Regions from separate parts of the Mus musculus genome. Here region 2 is linked to region 1. The links are chromatin contacts, called in public Hi-C maps. All regions are on one chromosome and are shown on one strand. The core of a region is the stretch at or near the end of the contact, and the rest is flanking DNA. Distances in the headings are between cores, read along the strand shown. Region 1 overlaps Gucy1a2 (guanylate cyclase 1, soluble, alpha 2). Region 2 has its middle 120 kb from the start of Gm45957.

Evidence for each region. A called contact is a pair of places that touch in the nucleus more often than the background predicts.
Region 2: a contact with region 1 is called in a Hi-C map of embryonic stem cells, with 2.4 times the contacts expected there. The contact joins two enhancer-like sites. A contact is called at or near these places in 2 of 484 Hi-C or Micro-C datasets (differentiating embryonic stem cells and embryonic stem cells), 3 of 115 datasets of contacts at active chromatin or transcription factors (embryonic stem cells and stem cell-derived neural progenitor cells) and 1 of 9 other capture datasets (embryonic stem cells).

Annotation. Positions count from the first base shown.
Region 1 is chr9:3,867,671-3,874,376 of GRCm38.p6, forward strand. The region is part of intron 7 of Gucy1a2 (guanylate cyclase 1, soluble, alpha 2); the gene reads left to right. Among named protein-coding and RNA genes, the nearest start is that of Gm45957, 270 kb to the right of the region's middle. Within about 2 kb of position 3,736, at least 15 of the 459 cell types and tissues checked have an H3K27ac peak or open chromatin away from gene starts, as enhancers often do. A contact at or near this core is called in differentiating embryonic stem cells and embryonic stem cells, where this site is marked.
Region 2 is chr9:4,018,298-4,025,124 of GRCm38.p6, forward strand. No RefSeq gene overlaps it. Among named protein-coding and RNA genes, the nearest start is that of Gm45957, 120 kb to the right of the region's middle. Within about 2 kb of position 2,009, at least 12 of the 459 cell types and tissues checked have an H3K27ac peak or open chromatin away from gene starts, as enhancers often do. A contact at or near this core is called in differentiating embryonic stem cells and embryonic stem cells, where this site is marked.

The DNA.
Region 1 (6,706 bases), core at 2,486-4,985:
AAAATATATATTAAAATATTGTCTAGACATCTGGAAATCACAAATAGCTGCTTATATATTGATGGCTTCTGTATACCTTCCATTATTGTAAATAATTAACTTATTATTCTGAACAGAATTGTTTTCTTTATGCAATCTAAAAATGTAGAAACTCTTTATTTACTTTAATATGAAATTTTCCTTAATTTTTAAGCATTTTTTTCTCATTTAATAACTGTCTTAGTTAGGGTTTTAATGCTGTGAGCAGACACCATAACCAAGGCAACTCGTATAAGGACAACTTTTAATTGGGGCTCGCTTACAGGTTCAGAGGTTATGTCCATTATCATCGGGCAGAAATATGGTAGCATTCAGGCAGCCATGGTACAGCTGGAACTTAGAGTTCTACATCTTCAACTGAAAGCTGCTAGCAGAATACTGGCTTCCGGGCAGCTAGAATGACAATGGTCATAAAGCCTACACTCCCAGTGTCACACCTACTCCAACAAGGCCACACCTATTCCAACAGGGCCATAACTTCTAATAATGCCACTCTCTGGACTGAGCATACAGAAACCATCACAACAACTTGTCAATATTTAGGCTTCAGAGTGTCTGGGTGACTTCATTTCCCTCCTGTGTGAAAGACTTCCTTTTTTTTTTTTTTTTTTCCTATTAAAACTAAGCTGCTTCCTCAATTCTGTCTTACCTATAGCACTGTCCGATGGGTCAGAGAAGTCAGTGTATAAGTTTCCAAGCTCAGAGCTAAATGTCTCAGTGAGCATCTTGGCTCTAAAATTTGATGTCTTTGTAAAACTTAGCAAGGAAGTTTCTTTGGGCAAACGTTTTCTCAACTTTAAAATGAATACCTATTTCAAAACTTTTCATTGGGATTTACTGTGGTGCTCATAAATTATGCTCTGATTATTTGGAAACTGACAGACATATTATTGAATGTTTTTCCCATTAGGAAGAATATCATCTTACTCCTTCATCCCATTCTCATGTTTTGCAAATGTTTAAGTATATTCAATAATGTGTACATTGACTTCTTATGGAAATTCTAATGGGGGAAATGAACTTGATAATTTGGCCAAGATAGCAATGACCCCAAACAGAGCTAGCAAAACTTTTAAATGAGTGTTTTACATTTTAAATCTCTTTGAATTTGAGGCATATAAAGATAATGTACTGTTAAAGTTCAAATTGGCAGTACCCAAAGAAGGCAATAAGTTATCCATCCTTATTCACAACTCACAGTCTAATATGAGAGGCATTAGTATTGCCATGAATGTGAAAATATGGCCAGTTGTGTGCTCTCCATACCAGGATGCAAACTGGACTCTGGATTCAAGCCTTGTTACCTCCCAACTTAACTGCAACAGAAGGGAATGAGGTATAGAAGACAGAAATGCCTCATACTTCCTCCTTTATAGTTTTCAATAAACACCTAAGAAGATAATCTTGGTTTAATTTACACATTACTATGAGATTTAGAATCCACACATTGGCAACTTTAAAACATTTCTGCCGAACAATTACGCAGGCTAGTAACTATTTTTAATTGAATAAAACTTTTCTTCTTATGCTTTATTTCATTGTGAGATATATTTTTACTTTTTTGTATGTCCAGGAATGTTGTTTCCAGGAAATAAATTCATTTTGAAGTTGTCTGGCTGACTAGATATGTAAAGTTTCTTTGACCTTATCCTCAAATTGTACATGATCTTGTAATAGTGAAGCAAAAAACAAACAAAACAAAACAAACAAACAAAAACAAAAAATACCACCCCTCCCCCTCCCCCCCAAAAAAACCCCCCCAAAAAAGAAAATCCACAAAGTATAGTTTCTTCTCTTGTACTCAGGTAGAAGAAAGAAAATCTTGGGGTCTTCAGAAGACTTAGAAACACACAAGATGCCCTCTCCCTGTTAAGTCTTCCATTTTAGAAACTGTCATTTTCCACAATACTCTTAAAATATAATTATATAGTCTATGAACCTAGATTGAGTTTGGGGTTTTTCCAGTTAAAATATAAAGACAGAGAAAAATCTCTAAGGGCAATGGCTCAGAGAAACCTCAAGCACAACAGATCAGCAATTGAAAAATTGGGAGTGAAGAACCACATTGGTGCAGCAATCACACAGAGAAGAAGACATTCTTTTGCACAGCAGAGGGGAGCCTGAAAAGCAGAAAAATCCAGTCTCTTCTTGAGGGCTGAGGATTTTAAACTATTGGAAGACTTTTCATAATTTAGGCTGTTCAGTTTGAAGAAAGATGGGATAGTTGATTAACCCAGAAGTGTTGTGTTTCACATCCTGAACAGACCTTGAACTTGTTGAGCCAGCCCATCAGCAGGGGGCCTGCAGTTGGTAGAAAAAAAAATCTAATAAAGCCTTTGTTTTAAGCTGCATGGCTTTTGTCAAAAGTTAGGAGAGTGAGGAAGAAGCCAGTGGTCTTGGAAATTTGTCACCTGGGTGAGGCTCTTCTCCTTATCTGCCCACCAAGGAATTTGTCTAGTACTTAGTCTCTGAATAGTGCTGAATGTCATGATAACTTCAAATGAATTCCTTAGGGAAAAGATACCCAGAAAACAGCAGAGTGAACATTTGGGTTTATCTTTATCCTTTCCTGGAGTATAATTTTTTATTGAAAAATCAGGAAAGTTGAGGTAAAATTCTCCAATGCTGCCAAAAGTACAAGTCCTGAGAGGCATTGGTCATTTGTAATTTGTCTTGTGATTATGTTTGGATTTACTCACACAAACATTTCTTATGATACTATGTTAATATAAAGATTAAATTGATATCTCCCCACGTAGGGAACATCTAGTCCAGCAGAAACTGCTGCTGCAAGATCCCTTTGGGGTATCTTCTCTCATGAGGATATTTTGGGTGCTGACTCAACCTATCTTATCCATAAGGTCCTTCAGCTGTGGCAGGCTGGGAGGGTGTCACTGGGTGCCCACTAAGTGCTTGAGAGAGAAGTGGTATGAGCTCAGCAATGCTGCTGTAATTTTATGGTTACCAAGACTAGGATCATACCCATAGGCTGCTCTCTCGTAGCTCTTGCTGAAAGGTATCAGGAGAGGTTTCAGAGTACAGCAGTGTGAACATAGAAACCACTTCCAAAGTTTCAACTGTCGTATCATTTAACTCAACTGTAACTTTCTGGTAATGAGGCTCACAGTTTAGGACTGAATCAGTAATATCAACACCACTTTGGTGTTAGATCTTTGAATATATCAAAGTTCTGTTTTGGAGTTTGCTTCTATCTGAGCTGCCTGTGGCTGGTTCATTACCACATCACACTTGAATAGAAAGAAAGTTGCAAAGATACTGTTCATTTTTTTCAGTGCTTTGACATGAAAGAGAGGGATCAAATCAAACTAGCAAGAAATGACCACTACAAAAACTAATTCATAAATTTTGTGAAGACACAAGACACACACAAACACACACACACACACACACACACACACACACACACACACACACACAAGTAACTGCCAGCGGCCACACTAACTGGGTTCCTGAGTGGGAGGCTGGAGCCGTATGTAAGGAAACAGCGAGAGAAATAATGGAGGCCAAGACACATTTCTGTTCAAGACCCCAAAGTTCACTAAGAATCTGTGTTTATAAAGAGGGGAGGCCCATCCCCATCTATCCATTCTTGGTGCCTGTCACCAGCCTTTAGGTGATCTGCCAGATGCTGTCTCCAGAAAATCTCAAGGGCCTCTCAGCAGGTAGCAGTGTCTTGGAGAAGAGCGGTGTCAGGTGACAGAACAATAGAGCCATCTAAGTCAGAAGGTTCCACCCCAAGTGGTCTTATACTCAGGGGCAGTGAGGTCTGAATCAGCCTGCTTCAAAGCTGGGGGAGGCTCCAATTCCTCCCTAAATATTTAATAAAAATTAGCTGGACTGGGGCATAACATTTATTTATGCTCCATAGTCCTGCCTGGGAATTATGGTGGCTGGCGGCCGCACCTGTTTTGGGGACTCAGATTTTTCCATGAACTATTCTTATCCGTCAAGGAGAATATATGGACCTTGTTTGTGTTTATTTTGCACAAACATGGCTCTGTGGTGTATTATTAATAAATCATGGCCTCTTGGCATATACCTCTGTCTTAGATTGATATAGTTCAGAAATCTGGTTGCCCGACATTGGCTAACTGGCCCTCATAGTACACCTTATTCCCAAATCAGACCAAAGCCACAATATATACAAAACAACAAACAAACAAACAAAACAGGTGTGGTGGTGCATGCCTTTAATCCCAGCACTTGGGAGGCAGAGGCAGGTGGATTTCTGAATTCGAGGCCAGCCTGGTCTACAAAGTAAGGTCCAGGAGGGCTATACAAAGAAACCCTGTCTCAAAAAACAAAAACAAAGAAACAAAAAATTATGCTTCTTCATATCGATGAATTTCTGCCACCTGTGCTTGCTGGAGGAGAGGCTGCATGTTTGCTGTAGACAGGCTGTATGGCATTGACTGATCTGCTTGGAAAAACAAAGTCTAGACAGTTGAAAAACAACAAGATAAAAGCTTCTTTGGGGAAGTCCAGGTACTCTATTCAGTTGCAAATTAGCAATGATCAGGTTCAAACTCTGGCATCCTGGTGTAGGAGAGGTGGCTTTGAGAATCAACAGAAAGGCTGTTTCTCATGTAAATTCCAACTTAACTTTACTAGCTAATAAAGATTTTTAGCTATATTCATAATAGGAATATCTAATATTGGAATTATTACTACACCAGTCCAAGATTGAGTTAGAATAACTGGTGGACATTAAAGGAAAGAGAAGAATCATTATAACTCCTACTTATGACTAATTTTTTTTTAAGTCAGATTCCACGGCCTCTAATGTTCTCTGTCCCATAAGGTTAAAAAGCTTGAAGCAAGGCAGCTTAGCTTGTCCAATATGGGACAAAGGCAAGCAAGGGTGGGTCAAAAACATATACCCAAATAAGCTTTCTTGTCAACACCATCAGGGCACTCAGTGAACTCACAGCTCGGCCTGTCACATAAATCATTCTGGCAGTTGTCATGCTTCTGCAGCATTCCGTGGAGAAAACCTAAGCTTTCCTTCTTCCCCAATATAGGGTAGCTGTTCAGGATCAAGCCATATGCCAAGAAGTAGATCCTTTTCATGATTATGTCTACTTTTAAGATACTATAAGGCATTTAGTAAGTTGACATCCAAATTTTAAAAATAAAAATGTGATTTAAATAATGTGCATGGGGATATAATTACTCCCTTTTTTTGTTTTTTAAGAAGATACAGTTTTTAAAGTCCCACAATACCTTGTCTTTGAGAATTATAAAAAGTCTTAGTAGCATGGGTAACATTAAATTGTTGAGAAAACATCTCAAATACTGGCTATAAAGCCAGTTCCATTATCTGTTTTAATCTGATTTGGAACAACAAGTATATAAAAAAAATTAACATAGGCAATAGCTAACTACACTTTTAGTTGTTTCTTTTGTAGAGCAGTTGTAACTAGAAAGCTTGAAAAGGTATTAATGGCCACATGTGCTTTATTTATTTATTTATTTATTTATTTATTTATTTATTTATCAGAAATAAGAGTATCCATTTGCAGCAAGTAACTAAGTATAAGTCCCCAAGAACTAACACCATTATGTGGAAACAGGTAGAAACTGAGGACACTAAGAACGCATTTTTTACAATTTGACATGCACAGTCTCTAAAAATACCAAAATATTATCTTAAGCCATTACTATTTTGATGATGTAAAGAACGAGATTATATGGCCAATTATTTTTGTGTAAGGCCTGTAATCTGGCTGGGATATAAATCTAGCAGGGCATTGCCTTAAGAGGTCCAGGCAATCTAGGACAAATTTTTAAATGTCCAAAACCAGTCTTCTTAAAAGAACAGCATTTTTTCTTATGAGTTGTATATGCATAAACAATTGCAAATTTGAGAATTTATAGTATCTGAGGAGCAAACAATTTTAAGCAATTGTAAGTTCTGAGATATATATTGACTATTAATATACAAATTAAAGCTTGATTATTCAACATTTTACAACACTGTCTACAGCACACAATTTAATTATTTGTGTTGAAGCAGGAAGAAACTCAAACGAATAAACATGTGATCCAATTCACATATACTTTTTCCCATAGAAGGGCTGTTTTTAAATACAGTAAATGGGATGCATGCATGCATAAATTTACAGGAGATACAAAAGCATAAATAAAAACAATTTTTAACTTATCTTTAGGATAGTGATTATCAATTTTATTTAAAATGATGGTATACAATAGGCCAAATATCAATATTCTGCAATGACCAATTTAATTGCTGTTTGGAACAAGGAACAGACACTTTGTCAGGTTTTTAAGACATGATTTTTGTTATAGTTTTTCTAAAATATATGAATTTATCTTACAATTCTTATGTAGCACCAAAGCAGCCTTATAATAGGATGTTAAAACTTTTCTTTGAGGTGAAGAAAGATGATTTTACATTAATGTTTTCTTTTGCCAAAGAATTGCTGTGGGCAAATTTAATAACCATAACTAAAATAAGCAGGTAGTATTTCATTACCATTGATTATAACTGGTAACAATTATAGAAGCTTCCTTTACTTTCTGCAAAGCCTTTTGGTCTTTACTAGTTAATTTGTGTCTCTAGAGATAACATCCAACAAAGGTTTAAGTCACTTTGAGACCTTAAGGTGAGGTCTTAGCCAATTAA
Region 2 (6,827 bases), core at 759-3,258, 150 kb after region 1:
TGTCTCTGCCAGAGCCTTACAAATACAAAGGCTGATATTTGTAGTCAACCATTGGACTGAGTGTGGGGTCCCCAATAGAGGAGTTCTCTAAAAAAGGGCTGAAGGAATTGAAGGGGCTTGCAACCCCACAGTAAGAGCAACAATATCAACCAACCAGACCCCCCAGAACTCCCAGGGACTAAGCCATCAAAAAAGGAGTACCCATGGCTCCAGCTGCAAATGTAGCAGAGGATGGCCTTGTCATGCATCATTGGGAGGAGAGGTCCTTGGACCCATGAAGGCTTGATAGATGCCCTAGTGTAGGGGAATAGAGAGGTGGGAGGTGGGAATGTGTGGTTGGATGGAGGAACATCATCATAGAAGCAGGGGGAGGGAGGATGTGATAGAATGTTTTCAGGAGGGGGAGAAACCTGGAAAGGGGATAACATTTGAAATGTAAATAAAAAAAAATATTTTAAAAAAATAGAGTCAAAGCAGTCAAAATTCCTTAAAGTAGGTCTAATTCTCTGTTTTAGTTTGAAAAAGAAACAGAATTGCTGAGATCAATAATAAATACAGGTTAATATAAAGCTATTATTTCATCTGTTATCTAATATTTGATGAATCACCTTTTACAGTGTCTCAATTTTAAAGCATTTTAAAGTTTTCAGGGTCTTGACCTTATGTAGGAAGAATAGATATTATTACTGCAAGTTTCCTAATATGAAATCTGTTGCCAACTGGAATAAAATTACTTCTTACATATTGCTGTGGCTAAAAAGAAGTAAATTCATACTTCAAAGTCACATTCTTTGTTACTAAGCCAATAGCATCCCACCTAATTATTTTATACATAAAACCATTATCACTACTGACAGAAATATACACCTACTTCTTCACAGAGGAATACTGATATTTTTTATTCAGATTCCCTTTCTGCCTATCATCTAGGCTTTACTTTTCTAATTATACTTTTATTATTTTAAATTTTTATATAATTTATTCTGATCATTTTTAGTTCCCTCCACAAACTTCTTCACCACCTGAAGGCTCTATCCAATTTCTCTCTTCATCATGTTCCTAATATCTTTCTCTTTCTCCTACATCAACATATGGAGATTATGACAGTATTCACAAAACCTGTGTAAGCCCAAACAAGATGAAATTCCAGTATGGAAGTGAAAATATGGTACAAAGTCACACCCAAGCAAAGTACCTATTAATATTCCCTTGCTGCTGGGAGTGGAAAAACTGAGCTTTATTTAATGGTGCAAAGTCTGGGCAACATTTAGGGCAACCCTCCTTCCCAGGAGCAGTCTACTAGAACAAATTGTACTGCATTAATTAAAAAATAAACAGACAAACAAACAAAAAACAACACAAATCAATAACTTAAATCCATACATTTTTAACAATCGATTCATTACTTAGATGTATATTGGTTCTTATTTTTGAAAGGAAGTATGTGACTTCCAGTATGTCAATGTGACTTGAAGAATGTCAGTGAAACTGGGCTATATGCTTTGTAAAGCTAGGGACAAAATTGTTGATTTCTACCTTTAGATTCATCTTTGTAAGTTAAAAATAAAGGAATATATTTTAAAGTATTTTAATCATTTAATATATTTCCTATTTAGCAGGAACAAAAAACAAAGACAAAACAAACAAACAAACATAAACAAAAAAGAAAAATCCTGTTTAGGTATTAGAAGCAGTAAGTTTTCAATAGTAGAGGCATAAATATATGCTTAAATGTTTTCACCAACTTTGTCAACTGAAAAAAAAAAGTTATTTTGTCAGAGTACTTATCTGGCATGCAGAAAGTCATGAAATCCATCCCTAGCAACACATAAAGTGAGTTTATTGTGGATTGTTGTAGTTTCCCCAGCCTTGAAGCAGGCTGATTCAGACCTCCAGGCCACTGAGTATGAGATCACCTGGGGTGGAGCCTTCTGACTTACATGGCTCTATTGTTCTGTCACCTGCTGCTGCTCTTCTCCAAGACACTGCTACCTGCTGAGAGGCTCTTGAGACATTCCAGAGATAGCATCTGGCAGATCGCCTACAGGCTGGTAACTGGCACCTAGAATGGATCAGCAAGGGATGGGCCTCCATTCTTTATAAGCACAGACTCATAGTAAACTCTGGGGCTTTGAACAGAAACAAGTCTTGGCCTCCATTATTTCTTTCGATGTTTCCTTCCATACAGCCCCAGCTTCTCACTCAGGAACTCAATTAGCTTGGCCGCAGGCGGCTACAGGTGGTGTCCGAACAGTGACAGGAGTATGGATGGATCAACTGAGAGAACACTGTCTTAGTAGAGCTCTACAAGAAAGATTAAGAAGATGTATAAGGCACAGTGAGCAACACTTTTTTTTCATGCTAGCGCTGGCTTTAAACTTCATCTTTTCGAAATTGTTGCGGTAGGTGCAAAGGGATTCAGGCTAGACTGAGTCAGCGTTGGCCCAGTGCTTATATCAGCTAGGGGTTGATGGTGGAAAATGGGAGTGAAAAGAAAACAGGCATTTGTCCGCTGTCAGGAACTGCATCAGGCGAGAGGAGTAGGGCTTAAAATAATAAAATAAAATAAATAAAATTCAAAAAAAAAAATAGGGGGAGAGAGAGAGAGAGAGAGAGAGAGAGAGAGAGAGAGAGATCGATCAGGTGGCACATGCCTTTAATCCCAGCTCTCAGGAGGCATAGGCAGGCAGATTTTTGAGTTCGAGGCCAGCCTGGTCTACAAAGTGAGTTCCAGGACAGCCAGGGCTATACAGAGAAACCCTGTCTCGAAAAACAAAAAAACCTCCAAACGCTGACACCATTGCATACACCAGCAATTTTTTGCTGAAAGGACCCAGATATAGTGTCTCTTGTGTGACTATGCTGGGGCCTAGCAAACACAGAAGTGGATGCTCACAGTAAGCTATTGGATGGATCACAGGGCCCCCAATGGAGGAGCTAGAGAAAGTACCCAAGGAGCTGAAGGGGTCTGCAACCCTATAGGTGGAACAACAAAATGAACTACCCAGAACCCACCAGAGCTCGTGTCTCTAGCTGCATATATATCAGAAGATGGCCTAGTCGGCCATCAGTGGAGAGGCCCATTGGTCATGCAAACTTTATCTGCCTCAGTACAGGGGAACGCCAGGGCCAAGAAGTGGGAGTGGATGGGTGGGGGAGTGGGTGGGGGAGTGGGTGGGGGAGCAGGTGGAGGACTTTTGGGATAGCATTGGAAATGTAAATGAAATAAATACCTAATAATATATATATATACTTAATACTATACATTTAACAATGTAATTAAATGTATGTTAAATATATAGTAATATATATCAAATAACTTTGAAAAAAGAAAAAAGAAAAACAAAAAACCAAAACCCAAAACCCAAAAAACAAACAAACAAAAAGACAGAAGGAAACTGGATTTCAGAACTCTCCCAGCAACACAGGGAAATCTGGAGACGTCTGGCCTTCTGTCTGGCCCCTAAAGGAGACACACTTAGATTTGGTTACATCAAGTTCTCTATAATCTCTGTGTTGTTTGTGTTTGGTGCACCAAACACAAACATATGTTCATGTGTCAGTTCTCATCTGTCTTTGTTTCGTTGTATGAATGACTGTTGTTTTATGTTTTATGTTTTATGTTTCATGTTGAAAAAGAAAAATAGTTAAAACTTCATATGCTCGCTTTCAATCTCTTGATTTAGTCAGTCTACCCAGCAGAGGCTGATTTAATTTGCCCTGCATGTAGCCAGGATGCAAAGCAAGGAAGCTCCTGCTGAAAAACAGTTTACTAAATAAATAAATAAATAAATAAATAAATAAATAAATAAATAAAATAAAAAAGAGTATGAAGCTTCTTAGTTCTAAGGCAAAAAAGCTGATAGTTGGTTTTTTTCCTAGAATATTCTCTACAATTGGGTTCAGCAATTGACAAAGTGCTTTTTATCTTAAAATTATAGCTATAAAAAGTAAAATTCTTTGATTGGTCTAAATTTATAAGATTCATGTAGCCACTTAATTTGGTTTTTGACTGGTCTTAAAGGTGTAAATATGCTCTGCATGTCTTGGTCATAAAATATTGGCTTATAGTTATTGGGTATGATCAAAAAGGAGTAACACTGGTTACTAGAAAGTTAACTTTAAATTGGTAACTCAGGATTGGTGTCGTTTTAAATAACAACACGTGGCAAAAACCAGCTCAGAAAACTAGGCCTCTATGATACTTCTAAATTGCGATAATATTTAATTAATTCTTATCCTAGAAAGTAGACTTATAGAGATAAGATTTTCTAAAAAAAAAAAAAGTCTCTTTAATGAAGCATTAAAATATGCACTGTCATGTATTCATATGTATATATTGGCAGCCAAACTTCATAACATGATATTGATGTTTCTAGTATTGATTTTAAAGATGATAAATTGTTTAAATTGTTTAAGATTGGGTTTTGCTCACCAAACGTTTTATATATATATATATATATATATATATATATATATATATATATATATTCTAACATTGCATTAAAAAACTTAAAAATTATAATTAAAATTTCCCAAAGTTGTAGTTATAGTCTAATATTGCAAAAGAAACTTAAAAATGCTGAAATCTGTCCTCACTTCAAAAGGAACAAAGCTCAGAGCAGCCTCTGAGGGGCTTGTGTGACTTTCTTTTGTCTTGCAAACAGTGCCAAAGGAAGCTCTTGAAACTTGCCTCTCCTTGCCTTCAGGGAAAATTTCTTTTAGCTAAAAGAACATTGTAGCAGATCTATCCAGATTTTGTTCTAAATAAAGTTCAAATTCAAAGTTTACAAAAGGGTCAATCAGACTATAGAACTTATAAAGGCATTACAATCTGGCTTGCCTACTTCATGTAAAGTTATAATAGGTTTAAAGGTTCATATTTTTCCTTGCATGATACAGGGTTACCTTCTAGTGAGCTTGTAATCACTGGAAAATTTTGCCTCTATGTGTGGCTTGTATAGCTTTACCTCATGTAAGAGAAATTCTTATTGTTTCTGCTGCTATACAAGAAGCTAAGAGTTTGAATCATTCAGTGTATATTGTTTCCTAAGTGGAAAGTTTTTTATTAGCTAATGCCTCTCAAGGGAAGTTTGCTTTAAATCTTTGCTCTCACACAAGGACTTTTTAAGTTCTGGGGAGTAGCTGTTTCTCCAGAAAAGATTCAGAGTCAGTATCTTTTTAATATTTAGGGTTTTAGTTATACTATAAAATTGTGGTACAGAAAATCTAAGAACGAAAAATCGATTTGCTTCAAAACTTTATTTTCAAAAGCTTCCAGGAGATGTTAATTGGCTAAGACTTAACCTTAAACTCACCACAGGAGAACTTAAGCCTTTGTTAGGTGCTATTAAGTGAGATACAAATTAACTGGCAAAGAACAAAAGGCTTTGCAAAAAATAAAGGAAGCTTTTATAATTATTATCAATTATAATCAATGGTAATTATATATTGCCAGCTTATTTTAGTTTTGTGCACACAGCAATTCTTTGGCAAGAAAAAAAACATTGTTGTAAAACCATCCTCCTTCACCTCAAAGTAAAGTTTTAACACCCTATTAAGGCGACTTTGGTGCTAATAAGGAATTGTAAGATAAATTTGTATATTTTAGAAAACCTATAACAAAAATTGTGTCTTAAGAACATAAGTGTTCCTTGTTCAAAAGAGCAATTAATTTGGTTATTACAGAATATCAATATTTGATCTATTGCATACCATAATTTTAAATAAAATTGATAATCATTATCCTAAAGATAAGTTAAAAATTGTTTTTATGCATGCTTCTTTTTTTTTCCATTTTTTTATTAGGTATTTAGCTCATTTACATTTCCAATGCTATACCAAAAGGCCCCGCGTACCCACCCACCCCCACTCCCCTACCCACCCACTCCCCCTTTTTGGCCCTGGCGTTCCCCTGTACTGGAGCATATAAAGTTTACGTGTCCTATGGGCCTCTCTTTCCAGTGTTGGCCGATTAGGCCATCTTTTGTTACATATGCAGCTAGAGTCAAGAGCTCTGGGGTACTGGTTAGTTCATAATGTTGTTCCACCTATAGGGTTGCAGATCCCTTTAACTCCTTGGGTTCTTTCTCTAGCTCCTCCATTGGGGGCCCTGTGATCCATCCATTAGCTCACTGTGAGCATCCACTTCTGTGTTTGCTAGGCCCCGGCATAGTCTCACAAGAGATAGCTACATCTGGGTCCTTTCAATAAAATCTTGCTAGTGTATGCAATGGTGTCAGCGTTTGGATGCTGATTATGGGGTGGATCCCTGGATATGGCAGTCTCTACATGGTCCATCCTTTCATCTCAGCTCCAAACTTTGTCTCTGTAACTCCTTCCATGGGTGTTTTGTTCCCAATTATAAGGAGGGGCATAGTGTCCACACTTCAGTCTTCATTCTTCTTGAGTTTCATGTGTTTAGCAAATTGTACCTTATATCTTGGAAATCCTAGGTTTGGGGCTAATATCCACTTATCAGTGAGTACATATTGTGTGAGTTCCTTTGTGAATGTGTTACCTCACTCAGGATGATGCCCTCCAGGTCCATCCATTTGGCTAGGAATTTCATAAATTCATTCTTTTTAATAGCTGAGTAGTACTCCATTGTGTAGATGTACCACATTTTCTGTATCCATTCCTCTGTTGAGGGGCATCTGGGTTCTTTCCAGCTTCTGGCTATTATAAATAAGGCTGCTATGAAGATAGTGGAGCATGTGTCCTTCTTACTAGTTGGGGCATCTTCTGGATAAATGCCCAGGAGAGGTATTGCTGGATCCTCCGGTAGTACTATGTCCAATTTTCTGAGGAACCGCCAGACTGATTTC